Linked DNA regions of Zea mays: regions 1 and 2 are each linked to region 3. The links are chromatin contacts, called in public Hi-C maps. All regions are on one chromosome and are shown on one strand. The core of a region is the stretch at or near the end of the contact, and the rest is flanking DNA. Distances in the headings are between cores, read along the strand shown. Region 1 holds the start of LOC100273529. Region 2 holds the start of LOC100274231 (putative protein kinase superfamily protein). Region 3 holds the start of LOC100277295.

The links. Hi-C and Micro-C count contacts between places; a contact is called where the count stands out from the background.
Region 1: a Hi-C map of tassel shows a contact between it and region 3, with 1.9 times the contacts expected there. The contact joins the promoter of LOC100273529 here to the promoter of LOC100277295 in region 3. A contact is called at or near these places in 3 of 25 Hi-C or Micro-C datasets (ear, leaf and tassel).
Region 2: a Hi-C map of endosperm shows a contact between it and region 3, with 2.0 times the contacts expected there. The contact joins the promoter of LOC100274231 here to the promoter of LOC100277295 in region 3. A contact is called at or near these places in 2 of 25 Hi-C or Micro-C datasets (endosperm and leaf).

Annotation. Positions count from the first base shown.
Region 1 is chr1:38,175,627-38,178,326 of Zm-B73-REFERENCE-NAM-5.0, forward strand. LOC100273529 reads right to left here and starts at 1,287. Exons shown (of 24, transcript NM_001352341.1): 1 at 1,024-1,287; 2 at 613-936; 3 at 452-513. The coding sequence starts at 1,207. LOC103634151 reads left to right here and starts at 2,125. Exons shown (of 2, transcript XM_008655747.3): 1 at 2,125-2,406; 2 at 2,484-2,700. The coding sequence starts at 2,165.
Region 2 is chr1:38,091,881-38,094,580 of Zm-B73-REFERENCE-NAM-5.0, forward strand. It overlaps LOC100274231 (putative protein kinase superfamily protein), which reads left to right and starts at 1,443. Exons shown (of 7, transcript NM_001148602.1): 1 at 1,443-1,647; 2 at 1,882-2,042. The coding sequence starts at 1,952.
Region 3 is chr1:38,491,158-38,493,857 of Zm-B73-REFERENCE-NAM-5.0, forward strand. LOC100277295 reads left to right here and starts at 1,286. Exons shown (of 1, transcript NM_001360554.1): 1 at 1,286-2,091. The coding sequence starts at 1,485. The coding sequence ends at 1,892. LOC100274171 (SH3 domain-containing protein) reads left to right here. Exons shown (of 25, transcript NM_001360553.1): 25 at 25-618. The coding sequence ends at 96. It overlaps LOC100275298, which reads right to left. Exons shown (of 4, transcript NM_001149413.1): 3 at 2,585-2,700; 4 at 2,214-2,471. The coding sequence ends at 2,430.

The DNA.
Region 1 (2,700 bases), core at 37-2,536, 320 kb before region 3:
TAGTCAGTACATGTTGAGACATGGTTATCCATACTGTACACTTGGAAGACCTTATGATCAATGCAATGCTCAGAATCGAACAATGTCTTCTAAACCACTCCACGCTAGAAATATTATTTAACTTGTGGAATGTTCGTGGAAATATTTCATAGTGAAATCCACAAGGACAAGATCACACACACCTCAGTTTTGGGCAAAATGTTAAAATTTCCTCAAAAAACTCAAGTAGCAAAAGTAACCATCTTTTCAAAGTACATTAATATTCAACAATGTCTGCTAAATTTCCAGTGTTTCCCAAATAGGGTCGTTTGATTCTTAGGCTTCAGTTTATATTGTACTACTGCTCCCAGTTTAGTTATAACTAAACAATGACGTGTTAAGGACAGCTATGAAGTGTGATCTATAGAGTATTTCTAACGTGTGCATCTACATGTGGGCACTACATGTGTACCTTTGCTAAAGCCTCCTGCTCAGCACGCCTTGTTAGTGAGTCAAAGGATTCTGAGAGCAGGCCTGCGGAAACACATGCAACGTGAACAAACAGACCAAACGCATCCTGAATCTTGAGAGAAATAATTACTGCAAGAGCGAGCAAATCACTCAGTAACTAACCCTTGTGATTGCTGTTTGGGTTGGAGAACTGAACCCCTTGCCTAGTTCCGCTAATTCCTCGACCGACCAACCCCTCCATTGCAAGCTTGGCATAAACTCTCTCACCATTGGGAGCAGTTACGGGCACAGAGTCTCCATGGATCTCCGACGCGAACCGCGAGATTGTCTTCTCGGCGACGACAATCTCAGGGGCGGGAGGCGGCGAGTAGCGCAGCCAATCCTCGTCCTCCTGCTCAACGTTTCTCCGCTTGCTCCTCTCCTCTTCCTCATCCTGCTCCGGCGGTGGCGGTGGCGGAGGCCGCTTCAAACCGCCCGGCGCTTCATCTTCGCACGCGTTTGACCAATTTCGTTAGCAATAGAAACAAACGAGGGCTAGGTTCTAATATACAAGGAAAGGGGTGCATTGCATACTTGCTCTTGGCGCGGCGGACTCCTGCGGCTGCGGGGAATTGCACGGTTGATCCGAATCGCCGGGGGCCAGGACGAAGCCCTCGTCGGGGTCGTCGAAGTAGGCGTCCTCTTCCTCAGGGACTAGGCCGTGGCTCTCCATCCACTCGAGCTCGTCGGGATCTGGCATCTCCATGTCCATGTCCATCGCCGACCCGCCGGCGCAGCGGTAGCCTGGCGGCGGCGGAGACGCGAAGAGTCGATGGCGGGAAGTGGCCGAAATGGAGTGGGTGTTGCCGCCTTCTCCCTAGTCTGTGTTTATGGCGGTTGGCGGACCGCGCGGTATGAATCAGCCCAACATGAACTTTTCAGCCCATGTACAAACTCTTGTTCATTATTACTATTTCTATAAAATAAACAGTCTTTTAAGATTAGTAGTTTGTAACTTTTTGAAGTCAGAGTTATTTAACACTGTTATGTGACTATATGTTGCTACATTAAATTGCAAGTATTGTACTTATATAAATTTTTTGTGAGACCCAATACACACAGAATTACTCATAGCGAAGTTTAAAATATGAGATATGGAATAGGATAGCTACGGACCTGCTAGCGAGATTTCGTAGATCACCCTGTAGGACTGTCTTCAGCGGTTCCCCCTAAATTTGTCCCCCTATATCCCACTCACGTGCCACGTCAGCAATCTCTCTCCCCCTATATCTCCACGCTCTACAGCGGTTCCCCCTATAACAATCCTCTATACCCCGCCACACCAATATTATATACTTTCCTCATCAACTAACTCAACTACCATGAAATCTTAAAATTATTTTTATTTATTATTTGCATAGTACACGGGCGAATTTTGGTCCACATGTAATTAGCGAACTTAATAATTAGTATTAATACGTTAGTATAAATACGGTACGATTTTATGTTTTTTAGAAATACAAATTCTCATTCTTCTAGTACACGACACGAGTGGCTTGCACGACACGACTGGCTTCTACCGGAAGCCACGACCGTCTGGCTTCCTTCACACACCTAGGGCACCTATAAATAAGGTACCCTGGGGACATGCTCCACTCATCTACACACTCACCTCTTCTATATCATCCGCCATTCCATAAGAAGTCCGTAGTACGTACTCGTAGTTTAGGTCGTCATGGAGTCATTGAAAAGCCTTGTGTTGTCCTCGTCATCCGACGATTCCGACGATGAGATCGATACTTTGTTGCTTGCCCAACATGTTGAGCACATTGTACTAGGAGACACGAGCACGCGGCGTAGGCGCTCCTCATTGCCTCGCCGAGTTATCCATAGGGACCACGCTGCTGGAGAAAATCTCATCAAACATCACTACTTCGGACCTAATCCTGTGTATCCATCACATGTCTTTCGTCGAAGGTACATTTCGTAAGTTATGATTTTACTTTCATTTCTAGGTTTGTTTTGTTAATTTTTTGCTTTATTTTCGTTTATAGGTTTCGGATGCATCGTCCTTTGTTCCTACGTATCCTTCGTGCCGTTCAGCGAGAAGACGAATACTTCACTATTCGTTGTGATGCAGCAGGTTTAGCAGGGCTTGGTCCATTGCAAAAAGTTTGTGCTGCATTGCGTATCCTTGCGTACGGGTTACCAACCGATGCGGTAGATGAGTACATACAGATTGGACAGACTACCGCTAGGGACTGCCTTATC
Region 2 (2,700 bases), core at 193-2,692, 400 kb before region 3:
ACTGGTTTTAGATTAGGAAGACTCAGGGCCATCCCCGATGGGTGCGGAGAGTGTGGTCGTATTGGGCTCCAAAAACAGTGGCCCCTGCCATTGGACGATAGTATTTTCGCGTAAATTATATATGTGCCTTAGACACAAATACATAAAAAGTGATGCACTACCCTCCTGTGTCGTTTAGATTGTTAAACTAATGTCTTAATTACTCATTGAGTATTATTTACTATACACTTGACGATTGCATTGACAGAGAGAAGCTTTTTAAAATTGAAATAATTGAGGAACTATTTAAGGTCAACAATGACTCAAGAGAGTTTAAATGGTTTGGCGATTCTACGTATCGTGAAGAAGTTGTTGGATGAGATTGATCTCAATGGTATAATCGACAACTTTATATCACAAAGTGTTAGAAGATATTTTAAACGTGATATCGAGTAACATTGAAGTGTTTATGACTATATTTTACATTTGTCACCTTATAAACTTTAAAACATTGCACAATAGTGTTTTATATGTTGAATATTCAATAATATGTGTATAATTTTATATATAAATAAATAATATATATATACATATATAAATATACGAATGGATGGGCTTCCATACACTCCAGGCCTCAAAAATATCAGGAATGGCCCTAGAAAAACTAGTTTTTTTGGATTTTAAAAAACTAAAAATCAATCATAAACTGATATGTTTGGAATCACTATAGTTTATATAAACTAGTTTTTTAAAAATTATGCACTTTCAAATAGGTCCTAAGGGTTTGCGTAAATTTTCTACTCTAAATTTTAGAGCTAAAGCTCTAATTAAATAGCCTAAAACTAGTTCTAAATTTTAGCCTATCTCGTATTAGAGTTTTAGGACTAAAAAAGTTAAATATTAAAAAAAATAAAACTCTAAAGTTTATACGACAAGATCTAAATGGGCCCTAAGAAATAACAGTAGTGTGATAAACAGGCTCCAATGTGATACGAAGTTGGAGTCGCCATTCTCTGCTCGTTAGTCGTTACTACTGGATCTTTTGATCCTAACCGCTTGAAACGAAGACCTTTGGACCAAAGGTTGAAAGAAAAACAAAATGTCACGATAATTTTCCGTTGACCAAACTTATGGTGCCGGGTGGACGTGGCCGCACACTGGACTCGCGGGCCGCACACCAGCGCAGCGCAGCGCAGTGCACCTCATCCTTGCCTTGCCGTCCGCGACTCCCACGATCAGCGACGGCCTCCCCACCACGGCACCATCCCAGCCTGCCTGTTGCCGGGGCGCGGACGAAACCGCTCGGCGGGGTTCAATTTCCGGGCCACACCGGTTGTGCTTGTGCGCTGGGACCGCCGCCTTGGTAGGACCGTAGGAGTACTACTTGCGTTCGCTGGTCGCCGGTTTTGGCGCTAGACTAGAAAAACGTGGACTTCCACCTGGTGGTGGTGGGTGGCTGCGTACTGCGGGCCGCTGCCGATCGAGTAAAAAAAAAACGCCGGGCATCGGCCGCCTCCTACCCCCAACCCCCTCCACCCTGTCCTCGGACAGGCGGCGTCGGTGCGCCGGCGGTGCCAGCGCGGAGGCGGAACACCCAGACAGCCCGGACCTTCAGCTGTCTGCTTCTGCGTCTGGCTTGCGGGAGCGATCCCGTCTTCTGTCGACCAGGTTCTTGCCCGATTCTTGCCTACTTCGGGGAGCAGTACTGCGCATCGAATCCGGCTATTTTCATGCGTTTCCTCAAGATTCTTGCTCGTTTCGTCCTCGATTTCGCCCCCCTTTTCAGTTTCTGTAGCGTGTTGCGAACGAGCGGAGTTCGTCTATCGACAGTTCGACGCGCTAAAGTAAAAAAGTTTTTTACAGTTTTTATTTACTAATAACAACTTCGCACCCTCTGCGCAGTCGTGGACTCAAACTAGAGCTGGCTTCGCCATAGACTTCTGGAGGAGGCAACGGGATTGGGAATTGGAACATGGGGAGTTCGGTCGGCTGCTTGGGAGGCGGCTCCAAGTCGAGGCAAGATCAGAATGGTCAGGTCGTCGCGGGTTCGTCTCCCCGTTCAGGTACATCCGTTTTGGGAGCACATGATTGGAGGGGGAGACCACTGCTCAATAGTGTCGTTACTTAACCATTTCATCTTCGAATTGCAGTGCATTTGTGCTTGTGTCGCTTTACATTGAAAGTGTGGACAACATTGTAATTTCCTTTTCTTTTTTAGCCACACGTTGATGCAGGGCATAGTAGCAACTGGTACACCCAACATACCAAAATATTGATAATCTATGCTTCATGAGTATAATCATGATAACGAAAATTATTCATCAGGGTATCAAACATGGCCTCAAGACAAAACTGTCTCTCAGTGTTGTTATGTATTTTTTTTCTTGTAATCCATGCATTGCTGCACGCAAGTGAGGCTTCAATGAGATGCAAACCATAGCCAGTAGCACTAGACCTCTAGGAGTAGCAAGCAGACATTACTTTTTAGTAGCCATTTCCTGTATTAGTGATCCTATTGTCCTGACAGAAACTATACCATGACTTAGACATTAGGAATATGATGAGAGCAATAGACTTTTGTACACCACTTGCACAAAGATAAACCTATATTTTTATTTCTGTCGGCCAAACAAACATATAAAGATGTTTACTATAAGTGATCATTCATTATCGAAGATTTTAGTCCTAATAACTATATATCATTGACCAAAGTGACTGCCA
Region 3 (2,700 bases), core at 36-2,535:
GACGATTTTTTTGTGTGTGCTCAGGTGAAGAAAAGGAGGCCTGGAAGGGATGGAAAGATGGCAGGTCTGGTTCCTGTTCTGTATGTGAGTTCATGATAACAGCCGTGTGTATCGTTTCCCACACTTGTGGAAGCTGTTTGGAGTTCATGGGCTTAACAAAAAGGCACACTGGAATGCTCCCGAGAGATCTTCGCATAAACTCGTGCCCGTCGTATAGGCACGTGGCCTTGTGGAAGCAGGTCATATCCAGTCATCTTGGGGTTCGTATGATGCTGCAGTGCTGTTCCTGGGAAAGATTTACGTGTTGATTTGTCTGGACCCACACCACTAGTCATTCAATTGATTGTTTTTTGTTGCTAAGGTGGAGACTCTTCAGAGGTTAAACCGTTCATCTGTGCCATTTTGCTGCCGTCTGTGTTCAAGAAGGCAATTTCGTCGTCTCCAGTTCGTGTTGTGCGATATATATTCTAGTAAAATTGTAGAGGCATCATTTCCCCGGCATATATTATTTTGGTCGTGTATGGTGTGATTCTGGTGGTAAAATAGTGTCATTAATGTTGTGTATATTTGTTTCCGGGTGGATTACAGAGTATATAACTATAAGGGGGTGTTTGGTTTAAGAAATCACTACATCCAAATTGAGGTGGTGCATCATGTGTTCATTCCTCAAATTTGGTAGGATGACCCTATTCCTCATATTAGTACTAACTAACTAATTATGACGAATGAGGTGGTGATGATCAACTTATTCCATTTCACAAACCAAACAAAAATAGTGAGGAGTGAGAAGATGATGGACTAGTTCATTCCTCAAACCAAACATCCTATAAAGCCGTAGTTTTGTTTAGGATCATCAGGCTAAAGCTTGGTACCGAAGTCCGGCACAGCACCAAATACAATTTAGGCTGTTTGCTTTAGATTAAAGTTAGCCACTGATGCAGCTGTTACAGCTGCAATCTATAGATTCTTTTGAGACAAAAGTCGGTATGGATTAATGCTAAAACCTTGGCTTGTCTGGTCTGGTCGTCTATTTGGTCTATGGCGGGGGGCTGTTAGCGGCTGCTGCTTTTCCAGTTCGCGCTACCATCGGTAGATGTAGAAAAACGTGATTGGATCAAAAGTTATTCTGAAAATATGGTCTTGGAATTGCGCTAACTATTGTTGCCATGCTCCTGGCCATTTACCGATTTGCTGATTTGCCTTAGGAAATGTCGCCCGGTCGGTCGGTTCCGTGTCTCCTCGACGGCGTTCCTGATAGCAGCTTTCAACGGGCATTGCACAAGGCGGGGCATTTCTTGTATCGCCTGCCTCCAGGCTCCAGCATGCTCTCTTTCTGCTGAGCTCCCCGGACCCCGATCGCGACTGCATCAGAGTAGGGATAAAGGAGAGAGAGAGCCAGTGATTGCGCAGTGGGCACCAACGCAACGCACCGTTGCCTGTGAAGCAGCGCAGCGCGGAGCGGAAGGGTCCAGCGACCGCGACTGATGGGGAGGAGCGGCGGCGAGACCGCGGGGAAGCGGCAGCAGTTCGGGAGCATGGAGGAGTTCTGGGGCTTCTACCTGAGCCAGCACTCCAAGCCGGGCACGCGGCGGTGGCACTTCCTCGGCACGCTGGCCTCGCTCGCCTGCGCGGTGCTCGCGGCCGCCACTGGCCGCGCCGCGGTCCTCCTCGCGGGCCCCATTCTCGGGTACGGCATGGCGTGGTACAGCCACTTCTTCTTGGAGGGCAACCGCCCCGCCACGTTCGGTCACCCCGTGTGGTCCTTCCTCTGCGACCTCCGCATGTTCCTGCTCATCCTCACCGGCCGTATCGACGCCGAGCTCGCACGCCTCCGCGTCCGGCCGACGGCCGAGTCCACCGACGCCGCGGCGGCCTCTGCGCACCATGACTGATCCGTATCCTCCATGCTCGTCTGTCTTGCTTGCCTACCCGGCTACCCGTAGCGAGTTTGAAGTGAAGGCCTAAATCAATCGATCACCAGCAGGCAGTTCGTAGGTGTTTCTTGGTAATATCTGTATCAACAACCATTTCAACTTGTATCTCTAATCTCTATATAATAAATACCATGTTCTTGCTCTAATCTTTATCACCCCACCTCTTTCTGTCTGGTGTGGTTGAAAGGCAATTTCGAAACGACATAGAATTTTCGCTTAGTTTATTTTGAAGGTCCGATTGTTTCTAGAGCCTTAGGATCAGAAACAGAGTAATTGATTGACTGCTGAACCACGATTAGAACTTTATTCCTTGCCATTTACAGCCAGAACACAGAGGTCTAACTCGTAGCACGCTTAATTTGTTCCATGTAAGAATCACAAGAATCTCGACGCAGAACAGTAAAGATACGGTGGACAACCAGTGTGGTTCCTTATTCTAATGGTAATGGTGGAAAGCACCCGTCTGAATTCTCATGGCTGGAGATATACAGTCCCTCAGCTGTCGCTTCTGCTTGGCTTGTCTGACGCCGGGTACACCTGAAAGGAAGCAACAGCAACTTGCTTAACGATGCGTTCGTGAGTAGAGACGCCGATTGGAGCCGACCCTGCACCTGCATAGGATAAACTGGACTGTGCTCACCCAGTCTTACCGTGTTAGCTGACGGGATCCACTCGTTGGTAGCAGGGTTTCCCCTGCAAGAAGCATGTCGCTCCTCTGCATTGGGATCTTCAGACAGTTTGAAGGGGGCGCCTTTAGCTTTGTCCA